2 separate regions of the Rattus norvegicus genome follow, and region 2 is linked to region 1. Evidence: chromatin contacts called from public Hi-C data. All regions are on one chromosome and are shown on one strand. The core of a region is the stretch at or near the end of the contact, and the rest is flanking DNA. Distances in the headings are between cores, read along the strand shown. Region 1 overlaps Sgms1 (sphingomyelin synthase 1). Region 2 overlaps Sgms1 (sphingomyelin synthase 1).

Region 1 (3,681 bases), core at 497-2,996:
AGACCAAAGCCAGAGAGAGCCCCATGCTTGATAGGTAAGTGTCTCCCAGTGAGCTAAATTTCCCAATCCCAGATTGCAGTGTTTTTTTAGTGTATAATCTAGCAGTAGTGACTTTCTCACTTCTGTAACAGTGTACAGAGACACCTTAAAAGGGAAGGAGCCAGGTCCAGGATATAACACATAAGAATTTCCTCTCCAGTAGCTACTTCCCCTGAAGGGCCCTCTTCCCTGAAGGAATCAAGGGCCAGGGGCTTAATCACAGGATCTGTGGAGGGCGTGGCATGCATACCGCAGCAGTGGTTGCAGGAATTCCCAGCGGTGATGGACACCGTCCTTTCGTAGAGCATTTATCATCTCAAAACGAAAGCTGCTAGCTCTTCAGATAACGAGGAAAAGCAGGTCCTTAATGCCAAGAGCAGTTTAATCTGAAATGAGCTGAAAATAGTAAGGGAAGAAACTCACGGAGTCGCCCCAAGTTGACCTTCTTCCAGCTGTCTGCCCACCGTCTCACCAAAGCACAGGAGACGGGAAATTTCACTTTGGCGAGGAGAAGCTCCAGCAGCGCCTGCAGCCTTAACTTGTTTTCAGAACACTTTCCACCCAAGTGGTCCTGCAATCAGTGTTCCTAGTCAGTGCCTCCTATACCACACACAGGACTTAGTCCCACTATGTATGTTTGTGTATGTGCCGTGTGTCTCTCGTAACCTCTCTCCACTCTGGGTGCTGAGGATCCAAACACAGATCCGTCTGCTTGTGTGACAGGCACTTTACCAGCTGAGCAATTCCCCCCAACCCAACATCTAGGTCCTAAGTTCTCAATTGAATATTTGTCTTTATGTTGATTCATCTCAATAAGAAGAGCAGTACACTCAACACCCTGAACAAAGCATCTAATAACTAAGGATGTTACTAAGTAAATCTCAGTGTTGATGGTCCAGGGAGGCGGTACATTAATGAATGGTCTCTGAGCCGTTCGTGCCTCAGTCCAGCTCAGCCTCTGATAGTGTCCAGGTGGGGCAGGGGACAAGTAGGTGACAGCATGGAAGTTTCTACACCGAGTCTCATGACCTTAGAGTAGCCTCAGTAACACAGACAAACTAAGAACATCAGACGTCTTTCCAGTCTGGGTTTTTAGGGACCTGCTACAGATTGGGCAGGCCATGTCAGATTCTTTTCTATGGCTCATGGCTGCTGTCTGTAACTATTTTACAGCACTGGGGAAAGTTTTTGTTGTTTCTGTTTGGTTTTTTCAAGATAGGGTTTCAATGTGTATCCCTGGCTGTCCTGGAACTAACTCTGAACACCAGGCTGGCCCCCAACTCACAGATAAGCACCTGCCTCTGCCTCTTAAGTGCTGGGTTAAAGGCCTCCACCACTACAACCATCATGGTAGGTTTTTTGTTTGTTTGTTTGTTTGTTTGTTTTGTAGTTGTTGTTCTAAATCTGTATTCTAGAAACCCGTGTCTCCGTGTCTAGGACAGGACCAGTAGAGTCTGTCTGGGCTATGGTAGATCTTGGTGGCCTGCTGTGTCTTTCTCAAGAGTACTGGAGTTTTGGCACTTAGGAAGGTCTTGGGGCTCCGGAGGGAAGGAGCTTGCCCCTGGCCTGGTAGTGAAAATGCCTGCTATGGTCTTGGGGAGGCAGCTGCTAACCAGCTTCCTGGAGGCCCTGCCAAGACTGCTGGATTAACAGGGTTTATCCAGTGTCCCAGCCATGTAAGTTTCCAGGAAGATGGGTTGTGGTAAGCCCACAGCAGCCTTGGCACTGTTCCTGGTGGCCACTCACAGTTAAAGGGACATATCACCCTGCACTTGAATTCTTAGGCAACTCTTGTTCTGTTTTCCCTCTCTCTGCTCTCCCTCTGTGTTCCAGTCCTTTTTTTTGAAAGAATAGAATATCTAGTTGTGACACATAAATCATGTGTAAGAAGGTAGGATTTCATGTTCTCTCTCATTGCTTACCCATCTTCCCACATGGAATATCTATGTTTCTGGACATGTACATATCTAAATGTAAGTATAAATCTGTGATAAGGAAATACATCTTAAAATGAACCCCACGACAGGTTGCTGTGTACAAGTCACTCTGCACTCATTAAAATAACATGTATTCCATAGTGAAGAGGCACCTTTTATTGCTGGACCACAGCAGTCGGGTTTTGAGACAGGGTCTTGCTGTGTACCCACACTGGCCTGAAATTGATTTTGTAAGCCAGGCTAGCTTCCATCTTGCCATCCCCCTGCCTCAGCTTTCTGAGTGCTGCGATTATAGGTGTGCACTGTCATGCCCTTCTCCTCTATGAACATTTCTGAATATTTATCCTCACTCGTTTTTAATATTTCCCACAATTAAGAAATAAAAATTCTGAAGCGTAAGTATTATTAAAGATTTGGGTGAATGCTAGGGTCATGTTCAGGTAGAGCAAGTCCCTGTCACACTCAGGTTCCCCGAGGTCTGTCAGAGTCCTTAAGAAAAAGACTTTGAGGGTTGGGGATTTAGCTCAGTGGTAGAGTGCTTGCCTAGCAAGCGCAAGGCCCTGGGTTCGGTCTCCAGCTCAGAAGAAAAGAAAAAAAAAAAGAAAAGAAAAGAAAAAAAGACTTTGGTCGATGGTACTGTGTCTTCCTTGCATGATGTTGGGCTGTTGCTTTAATTTAAACTGGACACAGACTAACCTGCTTTTTTACACACTGACTCCTTCCATATGTCCTAGTTCCAAGTAGGACTTGCTTGTTGTATAAGATATAATTCCTCCCTTGTTTAGCTAGAGCATGCTTTACTTATGGTCTGGGGTGCGTAGTGATTGAAATGTAGGTGTTTAGTACACTATTGGGCCTAGAAACCTTGGGGTTCTTTGGTTAACCCCGCATGCAGTGCGCTATTCTGGTGTTCTTGTCGGGGCTTATCTAGTAGCTCTTAGGTGGGACCTGAGGTAGTGAAAGATCTGTTCAGACTCACTCAACACTAGTAACAACCCGCCATATGTATTCATCCATTCTTCAAACAGTAAAATCCTTTTCTGGGCAAACTGCTATTCTCCTCAGCTGAAAACTGTGTGTTAGTGTGGAGTACTTATGAATGAAACCTTCAGATTAGTAAATGGTGTGGATTCCCTGAGCTTTGTTAAACACTGCAGACCTTCCTGCTGGGATTGGCTGTAAAAGGAGAGACTGGCCTGGATCAGATTTTCTGACACATCGCCATCGGACCTGCTTGCTTGCCAGCTCTGTGTTTATACAAAAGAACGTGTAGTTTACTGGCTAGATTGTTTATAGTGTGTAACTAGACTCAAAATACTTAGTCGTGTGTTCTTGTTTTAAATAAAATATAAATGAACTGGGCTTATTTTTTTTTCCCTCTTCTCTCTTTCTGGTGCACACCTTTTGTAAAGGTTGGTGTTTTTTCTTTTTGTTTTTTTTTGGGGGGGGGCGGTGTATCTGAGTTTACTGAGGAAGAAATGTGAGGAAGGAAATCAGAAAGACACAGAAATGACTGCAGTCAGTAATCACACGAGAGACTCTTCTAGGGAAAAGGTGGGTGTGTGAGCGCCTGTGTCCTCATGATGGGCAGGGTGAGAATTGGCACACGGGCAGTGTAAAGGCTGAATGATCACAGCACAAGCTGGAGAGCGTCATGGGATGCCAAGAGGCAATGAGTAGGCCTTTACAGCTGAGGGGGAGAGGG
Region 2 (3,681 bases), core at 625-3,124, 140 kb before region 1:
CTTGGATGATTTTCAGCAAATATCTAGAGGCATTGTAATCTAAAGACTCAAGAGTTGGTGTCTGTGAGGTTCCCACTGATGGGAGCTCTTCTCTTCCTTTGGAAGCATTGTTTTTGTCCTGTTGCTTCTCACCTACTATGTGGGAAGTTCGGAATTTGGGGAACGTAAGTAAATGGTGGTGGGATGTTCTTTGTGGCCCCATTCTGCAAGATTGTTTTGTTTTTCTATTTAACTAGAGGTATCCAAGACCCATTTATCTGCATTACTATTCTGTGTTCTAACTCTGCCTTTAGTGAAAAGATGTGAGCATACTGATGTGGAAGGGTGTGTGTGTGTGTGTGTGTGTGTGTGTGTCTGTGCACGCGCACATGCGTGCACGCAAAGCTACTCTCTCAGCTCTCTGACTTTTCATCCTCCAAGCTACAGGGTGGGTCCATTAGCATTTGGATATTTAACATGTACTTCAAAAATAACAATAAAAAGGAAATGCTTCTGAGAAACCATTACCGCTAAGCCTTTCATTAGCTTGAGCTTCTTTTTCTGAATTGGGAGTCTCTCAGGATTTTGCTGTGTCTCACCATGGTCTCTGTAGACCAGGAGAGTCTAGTGTGTGTATTTGCTGGAGCGGGGCTATTCGAGCCTCCATCTATTTGTCCCTGGCAAGGGAATCTTATTACTGCTGTTTTTCTTTTTAAATGTAGCCAGCATCGAGACTTATTGTTTTCTTGCTCCGTTCCTTCAATCGTGTTTATTTCTGCTGAAAGATGGTATTGATGCCTAAGACAGTAAAGCTGGGGGCTACTGTTTCTCTGTCTACCTGTCTCTGTGTCTGTCTGTCTGTCTTTTGTAGGCACTCAATTGAAAGCCTTGACATATTAGGCAAATACTTGCTCCATCAATCATTGAGTTACATCCCAGCCCTTGTGTTGTCGTAAGTCCGTTTTGCTATGGAGTCCAGGCTGGTGTTAAATTCTTTATTCTCCATCTTCTATCTCTCAAGTCCTGGGCATCATCTGCATGTGCCACCACACCCTGCGGAAGCTTCCTTGTTAGGAATCAGGTGTGATGTCTGTCCAGATGTGTGGTCATATGGTGAGCCGACATTTGCTCTAGGGTGTGATGCTCTCTACCTTCAGAATCAGCAGGATAAGCTGTGATATCAGACGTGGCAGCAGGTGGCGCTTGGAGGTGGTGGCAACTGGTGACTTGTGGAGCCCGTCCTGCCTCACTGCACTCCTGATTCACTGAGCTTCATCAGAATGGTTTGGTGTGCTGCTGTGAGCACGACTGACTGGAAGACAAAGGCTTCCGGGCGGGAGGAGCTTCAGGGGCTCACAATTAGAGGATTTTCATGGTGTTTTGCTTCGGTCGGTCCAGATGACCATGAATGCAGGAGAGTTCCTGCAAGAACAAGAACTCTAAACCTTGTAGTGAATGCCATGGAGGTAACACAGCAGTGAGCACATGTCTTAGAACTACTAACTCCCATCATTTACCCAGATACCACAGCAGTGCTCCAGAGGCATAACCCGGAGCTATTCCACCGCCTTTCTCTGTTGAGGCCATTGTCAGGGTGCAGCTAGCTAAATGTTTATAGTTTGTGAACCCAAAGATCTAAGAATGAGGCTTGGAGTGAGGTGGAGGTAGATCTGGCCTCCTGAGGAGGAGTGATCATCAAATAATTATTTCTGTGTGTTCAATTTTCACTCATTGGCTACGGATTCATTTCAAATACATGAGAGGAACTGAATCTCCACGTTTAGTTCACAGAGCAAGCATGTAAACATCATTAAGCATGGTTCTGTCTTCCAGATAAGATTCCTGAGTCATACAGAGGGCAAACAGCTTGACCAAGGCCATGTGGTTAACCAGTCAATGACACTTAAATCCTGCTGGCCCAGGCCAGTTCCAGGGCATTTCGTCATCAGTTAGGCTACTCTTTTAAGTAGATGGTGAAACCTCAGAAAGCTAGGTTAATGGGGACTTTATTGAGGACAAGGGTAATCTGACTTCATTGAAGAATATTTAATGGGGACTTCTGTGTGTTCTTGCTGTGTGTGTGTTTCACTTTCTGTCAAAGGCTTCTCCTTTGTGGCTGTGGCTAGCACAGCTGGACTGAGTGTTGCAGTTGCTGACTTGCAGACCATTAGATTTTACGAGCTGTGAAACGCAAGGGGCCTTGAATACAGAAGCTATTCAACATTTGCCTTCAGTGGCAGTTGTTACAGAGGTGAGTTAGGACTCGAAACACAAAATGGAAAGCAGTATTGATCCTAAATGTAAGTCATGTGGCCGTGGGGATGCAGGGACTCAGCAATGAAAGCATCATGAGTGTGTTTTCTGACAATTCTGACGGCCTGGAGTATAGTACCAGCTTTGATGGTCTGGAGTGAAGGTGTGAGTAGGGCTGTCCCTCCCTCTCTGCAGAGTCTAGGAGAATCTGTTCTTTCTTCTCGTAGCTTGTGGTGACTGCCAGAATCCCTTTTCTTGGGCTGGTTTATTTGTCTCTGTGAGGTCAGTCTTCCCACCACCTCCCTTGTATTTGGTATCAGGATGGTTCCTACATGTTGAGGACACCTTTGACTGTATTTAGGGACAAACCGGGACTCTTCAATAAAATATCTTTAGCCTAATTGCATTTGTAAAAGCCCCTCTCTTCAGCCCCTTGGCTTGCTGCCTTCCCTTTTTACTTGGTAAAGAAACATGAGTAGATTTTAGGAATTATGATGTAAATCCCATTCAATAGGCCATTGTTTGGCCTACCACATGATAACAGATAGAATTAAAACCTTTCTTCTGTCATGTTTGTTACTATAAACAGTTTGTAGCCCATTTGTGATGCTCCCAGATAATTGATCACTCACATTTGAGAAGAAATAAGGACATGCTTCCTTAAACTTTAACCATGATGTGATTGATAATCTTGGTTGCCAACCCGATTGGATTTAAAGTCCCCATAGAAACAAACCACTTTGCACGTCCGTGCAGAACTTTCGAGATTATTAAGTTAAGGTAGCATGATCCATCCTAAATGTAAGAGGTACCATTCCATGGGATTGGGGCTCAGGCTGAATAAGCAGGAGGAACAGGCCAGGTAGCGTGGGGCACACCTTTTAATCCTAGCATTCTGGAGGCAAAGGTGAGTTGATCTCTGAGGTTGAGGCCAGCCTGGTTTACAGAGTGAACACCAGGGTAGCCAGGGCTAAAGAGAGAAACCCTGCCTTAAAAGAAAAACAAGCATTAAGAATTACACAGCTCACATTCACTCCGACTCTGTGTGCAGTGTGGGGCAGATTGTCAGTGTTCAGGCTTTATTAAACAGCTATTTTTCATGTAGTTTAGGATCCTCATTAACATGTTCAGCCTTTTCTCTTATAACAAGAGCAAATGTAAATTGAAGAACACATACATAAGAATTTCTACCAAGCTGCTGTGACTACTCCTTTGCTTCCCAGAGTTCTTGTCTCGTTTTCCTTTCATGTTAATCTAAGACACTTTACAAATCTGTTTTGAGATCACTGAAAAATATATAAAGCTATGCATTCCCTTTAAAGCCCAATGCCTTCTTGCAATTTAAAAATATTACAATGCATGGCTGCAGTTTTTAAATAGTCTGTGTTTCTCCTCTGACTGTCAGTTATTGATGGTTTCATTTATAAACACTAAATTCTATCACTTGCC

The links. A called contact is a pair of places that touch in the nucleus more often than the background predicts.
Region 2: a Hi-C map of liver shows a contact between it and region 1, with 4 times the contacts expected there. The contact joins two enhancer-like sites. A contact is called at or near these places in 9 of 12 Hi-C or Micro-C datasets (the A7r5 cell line, the Rat2 cell line, frontal cortex and 4 more).

The regions. Positions count from the first base shown.
Region 1 is chr1:239,461,321-239,465,001 of GRCr8, reverse strand. The region is part of intron 5 of Sgms1 (sphingomyelin synthase 1); the gene reads left to right. Among named protein-coding and RNA genes, the nearest start is that of Asah2, 110 kb to the right of the region's middle. Within about 2 kb of position 1,746, at least 18 of the 93 cell types and tissues checked have an H3K27ac peak or open chromatin away from gene starts, as enhancers often do. A contact at or near this core is called in liver, where this site is marked.
Region 2 is chr1:239,603,299-239,606,979 of GRCr8, reverse strand. The region is part of intron 2 of Sgms1 (sphingomyelin synthase 1); the gene reads left to right. Among named protein-coding and RNA genes, the nearest start is that of Sgms1, 68 kb to the left of the region's middle. Within about 2 kb of position 1,874, at least 13 of the 93 cell types and tissues checked have an H3K27ac peak or open chromatin away from gene starts, as enhancers often do. A contact at or near this core is called in liver, where this site is marked.